Linked DNA regions of Triticum aestivum: region 2 is linked to region 1. Evidence: chromatin contacts called from public Hi-C data. All regions are on one chromosome and are shown on one strand. The core of a region is the stretch at or near the end of the contact, and the rest is flanking DNA. Distances in the headings are between cores, read along the strand shown. Region 1 holds the start of LOC123092953 (protein OBERON 4). Region 2 holds the start of LOC123092956.

Region 1 (4,624 bases), core at 1,140-3,639:
TTTGTCAAGCGCAACTCTATTTTCACAACCGTACCTCTCGAGTCCCTCTTCCACTGGCTGGGATGCGATAGATTCAGTTGTTTCATCAATCTTCTTGTCTCCAACATTTCCTATTTCAGTTTCTTTAATTTCTTGAGACTCTTGGCACAGAGAAGTCATGACATCTTCCTGGAGCATAGTAGATGAGCTGCTCTTTCCAGCTACGTCAGGCGCATTGGCGGTTAGTTCTTTCGTGGTTACTGTCTCATGCATTGCTTCCTCCAGCATAACGGATGAGTTGCTATCTCCTAGCAAATTAATGGTATTAGCAGTTAGCGGTGTGTCGTCTTCATGCACCACTTCCTTCGGCATACTGAAAGAACTGACCTCTTTTGGCGCATCTGCAATATTGGCAGCTACATCTACATATTTCACTTCCTCCTGCATCGCCCCCTGCAGGATACTGGATGAAGCGCAATTTCCAACACCGCCACCGCCATTGACGTTTCCATCTGTTGCTTCTTTAGGAAGAACTTTCTGCAGCGTAGTCGATGAACTGCCAATCCAAACAATATCATCATCACTAGCAGCCTCGCCTAATGCCATTACTACCTCCTGCAGTGATTCTTTTTGTATGCTGGATGAAGTGCCCTTCTCAACATCATTGACAGCAATGGCAGTTTCAACTTCTGTTGTCACTTCTTCCATGGTAGTCTCCACTTCTTCCATGGTAGCCTCCTTCAGGATACCAGATGAAGTGCTCTGCACACCCACATCAGCAGCGTTGGCACCATCTTGTCGTGTAACCACTGCGTCATGCCGCGCTTCCAGCTGCATAGCGGAGGAAGTGCTCTGTCCACCTTGATCAACAGCACTGGCAGCTTCATCTCCTCCACACACTTTCTCTGTGACATCCGATGCTAATTTCTCATGCTGCGTGTTTGTTACTTTCCCCATGACATCCGATGCTGATTTCTCATGCTGTGCGTTTGCTACTTTCTCTGTGACAACCGATGCTGATTTCTCATGCTGTGTGTTTGCTACTTTCCCTGTGACATCCGATGCCGATTTCTCATGCTGTGTGTTTGCTACTTTCCCTGTGACATCCGATGCTGATTTCTCATGCTGCGTGTTTGTTACTTTCCCTGCTTCTGCAACTGCATCATCGCTGATCTTCCCTTTCTCCTTCCCCAAGTTGTCGGCAGCTTGAGTTCTCAAATCCACTCTTAGTCTCAGCCCAGGAGAATCCACTTTCTTCAACTCGCATCTCTTACTAGTTCCCTTGTCATCAGGACGGCCTGAGTCAACCCACTTCTGATGCTCCGCGGCGGATGGCGGAGGCGGGGCTTTGGCGTCCGGATCTGGCGCGACTTCCCCTTCCTCGATCTCACCGGCGCCGCAGTTGTGCTTCCTCAATTTGTCCCCCTTGGGACCATCTATCCTCCTCCTGGGCTCACTAGGAGACCGGCGAGGGGGCGTAGGCGGCGACGGCGCCTGCCGCCTGGTCGCAGACTTGTGGCCGTCCAAGCCGTGCGGATCCCTCCAGGGGCCACCGGGACGCCGCCACGCCGAGCCGCCGCCGCCGCTGCCGCTGCCGCTCGCATCCCAGCGCGACCGGTCGCGGTCGGCGCGGAACCCCTTGGGGAACTCGCGGCGGAAGCCGGAGAAGCTCTCGGAGCGGTGCATCGCCCGGTCCCCGCCATAGCCCCGCGGTGAGGGGGAGTCCCGGTAGCGGTGGTCGTAGAACCTGCCGCCGCCGAAGCCGGTCCGGCGGTCGAACTCGTCGCTCTCGTACTCCGCGGGGCGGCGGCGCGGCGGCAGCGGGGACGGCGGGCCCCCGCGGTCATAGAACCTCCGCCTGTCGCCGTCCGGGTCATCGTCGTCGACGTAGGACGACCGCTGGCGCTTCATGCCAGATCGGCTCGCCGAGAAGGGTGAGGGGCTGCTGCTGAGGAGAGATAAGGAAGGAGCGGGTGGGCGTGTACGGAGAAATGCGTGCGCGAGGTGGCCGCTGCTGCTCGCGTCGCCTCGGCTTGCGTCCTTCCGGCTCACTCCTCCCCTCTTCCTCCCTCCCCCGGCTCTCGCTCGCTCTCGGCCACTCCCCTCCTAGTCGCGGTCAACGGGCGTCACCCAGATTTGGACCCGGGTCTCAGAGCCGGCCGGCCATGCTTCCTCCTCTCTTTTTTTTTTACCGCCGACGGAGCGCGGTGCAGGAGGCCCGTGGTTTCTGACGCGCGGGAGTCGCTCGGCCGGGGCCCACCTTCGTAGATGGTAGTAAGCGCAGCGGATCCGGCGCCGAACAGGGGACGGGGGCCGGGCGTCGTGGCGCGGTGGCGCGTGGCAGGGCGGGGCGAACGGCGATGGTGGACTCGTGGGGGTGGATGTGGTGGGTTGGTGGCGCGCTGGGGATGCGTCTGGGGCGATGATGGGTCATGTCGTGGAGGCCTCGGGTGGCGTGGTGCGGTGGTCTGATCTCTTATGTGTGAGCCAGAAAGGTCAGCTTTTGACTGGCGTTTGCGTGCAGACGATAGCGTGGGCATCAGCGTCTCCCGACCTCCGCACTGGTGACTTGTCCCGTCGTCCCCGCAAATCCAGATTCCAGTGAAGTGGAGCCAATCGGCCAAGTGGAGCTCTACCACAGACTTCGATTTGATTCGAAGGGGAAAATGGAGTTTGCAATGTTGCGTGCTTCTCCCACCAGATTTCTGAATTTATTAAGAAGGGGTTCTTGATTTTTTTTCTCAAGGTGAGAGCAACTGCGGAGACCGGAGTTTACCAATTGGCAATTGTCAATTGCTTGACGAAAACAACAAGCCACCAGTTTTTCCTCCGTCCGGGGGCTAGTAGAAGCTGACTACTCCTCCACTAGTTTATTCTCTAAAGTTTGCTTGCATTCGGGATTACAGGTTCTCTGTGTTTCTTTAAAACACTACTAGGGAATCATGAGTGGATGTTGAACATGTAATGAAATATTTCATCATCCTTAGAGTATCTACAGCCGGACGCCTCAAACCTCCCTCATATATCCGATCGGATGGCCCGATCAGTGATCGATAAAAAAAGTCAACCACACGGGCGCCTCAAACCGGGCTCAAATGCCCGAGCTGACCGGCACCCTCATATCCAGCCCAAATGTAGGGCGGATACAGAGAGGCCCGGTCGCGACCGGGCGCGTCCGTTGGCGGTGCAAAATACCGTCACATCCCTCGGTAGGGGTCCAAGCGCAGCTGGAAGTCATGAATCGGAGGTCACACGAGGAATTTATCCAGGTTTGGGCCTCCGGAGAGTAATACCCTACGTCGTGCTGGTTTTGATGATTGATAATGGAGGGATACCTCATGGGAGGGATTACAATGGTGAATGAGATTGCTACCGAGAGTTTCCTATATGTGGATAGATGATGAATGAGGATCTTAGACCTCCCTTTGTATAGGCAAGAAAGGTCTAGGGTTACATGGCACATGCGATCTCGGGCGTTGCCGCCCTCTAGTCTTGAAGATCACGAATGTCGTCTTCGCCTCCTAGGGTTTGCTCCTTTTATTGGGCCTAGCAGGCCCCTTGTGTTCGATGAGGCCGGGCTCCCTGGCAATAGTCATCCCCGGTACAGGACCCCATCAATAGCCCCCGAGAGTGGCAGAGGTTGGGGAGGGTGGCCGCAAGACCTCCGGCGGGCTCCCGCACTTGCTTGAAATCTTCTCAAGTTTTCTCCGGGCATGGAGGTCGGACGATGGTCTGCTTGAGCCTCTGGTTCACATGAAGCGCCTTTCGGTGTAGTCAACTGGATTCTTGTTAGGATTCCTATGGATCTTGGGGTGGAGCGGTGATGCCGCTGCGACTGCCGCATTAATTTTTCTACAACAAGAGGGAACTTTCTGAACCGGAGAAGACACCTGTTGGGGGGATGAACCCAGGGCAGGCAACGGAACCCGGATCTTTTTCAAAAACAACGGGGCCAGCATCGCCCCTCAAGCCCCCTCAAGCCGGCACGCGCTTGGCCGGGTCACTCGACCCGGCCAAACCCCGCAACCCGGCCGAACTCTCCGACCCGGCAAGACACATCGACTCGGCCTCAACAAGTAGTACAAGACAGCCGAACCCGGCACAACCAAGGCTTCCTCAACAAGCCGGCTCCACCCGTGGCGTGCTCCGTAATCCAGCCACGGGTCAGCTCCCGTCCCATCCAGGCCGTACGATGGGACAAGTCTTCAGCCACCGATGACCAAGGCGACAGTACCCCGCCCATGCACTACAAAAAAAGACACATCCGTGACATTTTGGGCCGAACGAATTTTTTTCCTGTCATGCTTATGACACTTCTATGACGATAATTGTGACAAAAGCCGGTATCATCATAGATGTGGTGGGCTCCTACTTCTATGACAAAAAATCATGACAAAAAATGGGCTTTTCGTCCTGGGCGGGCCGGAGACGCAGCTGCATGACATTCTTTGGGCCGTCCATGACGGAAAAAACCGTGGTAGAAGCGAGGGCAAGGAAAATTTCGACGAGTTCTCGGTTACTGTGGGTGGCCGGGGGCCGAGCGATGCATGTTTCTCTCGTACACGTACGCGCGTGTGTGCGAGGTGTTGGCTCTAAGTGAACCCGAGCGAGGCGTTGGGCTCTAACTGAACCCGAGCGATTGCAC
Region 2 (4,624 bases), core at 781-3,280, 400 kb after region 1:
TGTTCCAGCATCCCCGTGACGAAGTCACCTATGTCTGGCCGGACAATGATGGATATCGTCACACCGAGTGGGGCCTAATAATATATATCCATCGTTGGAGGAGCAAGACCCTCTCTCGAGCTATCTAGTCCCTTGTCAAACTTTCTGATGAATCTGTAAGTTGTCGTTATGATCACCGTGTTCGAGGTGACATTTGAGCAACCCCAAAGCCTACCATGTGGTAAGAAGTGACTACGATACTCTCATGGTCTAAGGAGCAAAATCACAAGCTAACACTCTGTGTTATTACAATTGATTACCGACGATATAATCTCAATTCATAACAAACAAGTTTGAGTTGATTGAATACGATCGTTCTTCCAACGTCATAATCTCAATGTTGTTTCAAGACTATAATTACACTTAACGATATCCTAAGATCCAGAAAACATGATCACCAACAACACTTGAGCTAGTCTTAGAGGCGAGACTAGGAACCTTTATTTTATGCATTTATCATTTCACACGTGCATATGAGTTTTCCATTGAATCACATATTTTACGAGCGGTTATAGCATATAATAAAAACACATAATTATGAATATGAAAATATAATAATACAATAGTATTGCCTCTAGGGCATATTTCCAACAAAAAACCGCCCTCAAGTTGGACTCACCACACTCTTTTGCCAAAAATCCCCACATTTCCATTCACAATTTTTGGCTTTCTCGGGACTTGTCTAAAAATTTTCATTTACCCCTCTCTGAAGAGGCTTTTGCACAGTATCTGAGCTAGCTCACCAAATCCAAGAGGTGTAGTTAGTGGAAGATTCAAATATTTGGCAAATCCCAGCTGGAGCAAAGATTCCAAGTTTCCAAGATTTATTCCCTTCTTATTGGGGAACATGAGGTTATGTTTGCAATTAAATGGATTTGGGATTCTTGTTGCCAATTGAAACACAAGATTTTCCTTTGGCTGCTCCTTCGCAATAGATTGAACACAAGAGCAATGTAGCAGAGCAAGCACTTTTTGATCCTAGATTATAGTTGCGCCATGTGAGCATGTTCTTTTTTTGCTGCCCATTAGCAAAGGTAAGCTGGTCTCATCTTTATCCTAACTGGAGGCCTACTGATGAAGGATTGCATGTTGAAATTGACGGCCTTGCTAAACGTTCCCTTCGCATTTGAAATCGTTATCCTAGCTTCTTGGGCCATCTGGACCACAAGAAATGACAACATCTTCAAAGGGATTTGTTTAGAAAAGGAGGATTACCCTCGACCTCTACATTAGAGTGATGCATGCAGCCCTTTATTAAGAAAAGTGATTGAAAAGTCTGTGATCCAGAACAAGCTCGCTCAGAGCTGAAGAAAAATAAAAAAAGTATAATACGCCACAGCCGGCGAAAATGGAACGAGATGACTAAACACCTATCCTATTACTAGACCGCCATCCAAACCAGTTGTAGATAACCCGAGCTACCATCTTCCATCGGACAGACCCAGTAACCAAAGACTCCCTAGCTTTTACAGGAGTGAGTAACAACCACATACGGATCCAAGCAGTGGCTCTGTAGATAATCTGCAAAAAAATTATACAAGTTTGTCTGTTATACATCCAACATCTTCAAAGGGATGACCCCAAGCCCATACCGTTGTCACAAATGATTCAAGGACGAGCTCCATTGGTTTACATACAGAGCTACGAGGAAACAATACTCAACTTTTGAAGATTGGGTTAATAGATTCGATTAATCCAGATGGATTCTCTCACTTGTATGAGATGCTTATACCATTGTAACCTATGGCTTTGTTATGTTGTTTTATTCTTTTATTCATTGAACTCTCCTCTTTTGTATTACTTTTTTTTAAAGCAGTAGAATCCTTCTGTTCCCTCAAAAAAAAAAATCTAGTGTGATTTTGACCAAGTTGTACAAAATATCTCGAGAGTATGAGCTTGCTTGGGCCAACTGCCAGCCTGCTTGCCGCTAAATGACACGCCTAGTTGTCACTGTCTTCCCTTCTCCTCCTCCCGTAGTCTTGAGCTACTTATCCTCTCGTGTTGGAGAACTCCACATAACCTGATCACACCTCCAGTACTCCTCCTCAAGATCGCAGCATGCAATGGCCTCCCTTACCACCATCACCGCTCCACATCTGTCCCCAGCCTTGACACGACGGCGCAACGCCGCCGTGCCTAGGCGAAGACCCTCCTTCCGCTGCCAAAACCGCCCCCCGACCGAGCCGCCGATCGGCGGCGACGGAGGAGGAGGAGGAAAGAAGAGGGCGTGGTGGGTGACCATGGCCGAGAGGGCGCACAGCGGCGTGGTGAAGGCGGGGATGGACGTGCGGGAGAGCCTGAGCCCGAAGCAGAAGGGGGACTGGAAGGACGTGGCGCTCATGAGCCTCTCCTTCGCCGTCTACGTCTACATCTCCCAGAAGATCGTGTGCACATACTGCGCCTGGGTCTCCATGATGAATCACTAGCTCAAATTCCTAGATATATTTAGCGCCAACAAAGCATCTGCTGTTATCATTGTACTTGTAGTTCATCACTCTAGATGATCTAAGAAACTTTTTCTCGTGCAAGACATGATTCTGAGTTGAGAAGTTGCATATCGCCAGATCTTGGAAGAAGCAGGAAACAAAATTGCCAATTAATCTCAGGAAAAAAAGAGGCATTCGCCTTACATACACCTCTGACTGATCGCGCCTATTCCTCGACACTGTACTACGCAAAGTAACTCCGTCCCAGCTGAGCTCAGTGGCTACTCACCACTACAGACCTGACTGACGAGAAGTCAGTCGTGGTGATTACTTATTAGATTAGCAGTAGTAAATTACTTTATTAGAGGCTAAACTAAACTAAAGTGACAGAGTTCATCTCTCCCCACTCCTGCCGGAAACCTTGGTTCCAGAAGAGGATGGTCAGCGCTCACCGCTGCCGCCGCGGCAAGGCGATGTTGCCGATGTCCTGCAGCGGCGAGCGCCTCGGGACCACGCTGGGCGAGTGCTTCACGCGGCAGATGAGCACGTGCTTCTCCTTCTCCTTGCCGCCGTCCTGCTGCTGCTGCTGCTGCTGCTGCGGTGGCCGGTGGTGGTGCTGAGCCCTGGCTGCCCGCGGGTTCTCCATCCTGCAAGCCTCAGACCATGCCCGGCTGGGCAGGTTTGGGGTGGGGAAATGGGATTTGAAGGTGTGCAGCTTGCCTTGGAGCTCCGAGACCTTCTTCTGGAGCTCTTCAGCATGCTGTTCCGACGCCTGCGCGCGTTGTTTCCACTCCAGCATCTGGTGAAATGTTAACAAGGATTTTCTTCAGATAACAACATCACTGGCTATAATATGAGCATCTGAAAATGGGTGTGTTCAACTCATTCTGAAACTTTTATTGAAAAGAAAACTCATTCTGAAACTAGAGATTTTCCCAGAGCCTTGAACATGCAGTCCATTCCAAATAAAACTGGAAAGCAGTGTGTCTGAACTTGCACTTTAGTATATAAAGACTTGTTCGTCATTGGATTCTGACAGGTTTTCACTTTCAGTTTCAAACAAATTCAGCACCAACCGAAATTCAGTGAATTTCAGCTATTTCGGCTTGCGTTTCGGTCAAAAGACCAAAATGTTCACTTGAATTCAATTAAATATTTGATTTAAAAAAAAACTGGATTCATGTGTACTACTGAAATTGCTGAAATATTTTGCCCGAAAGTTAAATATTTCAGCGACTGCTGAAATTTATGAAATTCAGTGAATTTCATCGAAATTTCACTGAAAGTGAAAACCATCTGACACATTCACTATTTTGTTTTCAGAGAGAAGTTACTGTAGAGTAAGAAATCAAGGTTGTAATCTTTAGGCGCAAGAACAGAACTCCTACTCTTTTTTTTTTTTGCGAGAACAGAACTCCTAGTTAAAATGAGTACTCTTTTGTTTCAGCCAATACATCTTGCTCTGAATTCCAAAAGTTGATGCACGTAAGTGCCATTAGTAGCACACCAGTATGTAAAGGACGATGCAGTTACCAGAGCCTCAACAACTAAAATTACTTTTGTAAACCCAAGAAGCGTTTCTAGGTACTGAAGATGCAAAGCATAATTAGAGGCTACTGACCTCAGAATTCAAGGAACCAAGACTGATGTCAGACGCAATGGCACGGCGCTGCCATGTATCCCTGGAAGACTGCAGCTCCTGCATCTCCAGCCTGACCTGCTCCAGCATGTCCTGCATCTCAGTCCATTGCTCCGATTCCGCTCTCACTTGCTTCATTATCTTCCCCACAATCTCCTTGCAGTCGCAGCAGCTTCCAGAGCGCACCAACTTGCAGTCTTCAGCCACAATCTGCATGGAGAAAAGATTTTAGCAGGACATAATTTAACTCGACTCGAGTTTTCTTCTGTGCACGTACTCAAAGCATGCATCTTTGGGCCATAAAAAGGAAGAATGTACAGAGTGAGAGAGCGCAATAAAAGTTTCCCCGGTATATGTCAACCAAATCCAGCAGCCCTGCTGTGCCCACCCAAGCTGAAAGCCTATAATGGTGGATATCTCTGCCATAATTACAAGCTGTATGATCCGTGAATGCAATGCCCCTTCAAACAAGAGTTACCTTCTCTCTTTTTTTTGACATGAACAAGCAAGGGTTGCCAAT

Evidence for each region. A called contact is a pair of places that touch in the nucleus more often than the background predicts.
Region 2: a contact with region 1 is called in a Hi-C map of leaf, with 7 times the contacts expected there. The contact joins the promoter of LOC123092956 here to the promoter of LOC123092953 in region 1. A contact is called at or near these places in 2 of 5 Hi-C or Micro-C datasets (both in leaf).

Annotation. Positions count from the first base shown.
Region 1 is chr4B:504,270,208-504,274,831 of IWGSC CS RefSeq v2.1, forward strand. It overlaps LOC123092953 (protein OBERON 4), which reads right to left and starts at 2,390. Exons shown (of 4, transcript XM_044514816.1): 1 at 1-2,390. The coding sequence starts at 1,890.
Region 2 is chr4B:504,670,255-504,674,878 of IWGSC CS RefSeq v2.1, forward strand. It overlaps LOC123092956, which reads left to right and starts at 2,031. Exons shown (of 1, transcript XM_044514818.1): 1 at 2,031-2,567. The coding sequence starts at 2,103. The coding sequence ends at 2,465. LOC123092954 reads right to left here. Exons shown (of 5, transcript XM_044514817.1): 4 at 4,087-4,314; 5 at 2,613-3,264. The coding sequence ends at 2,914.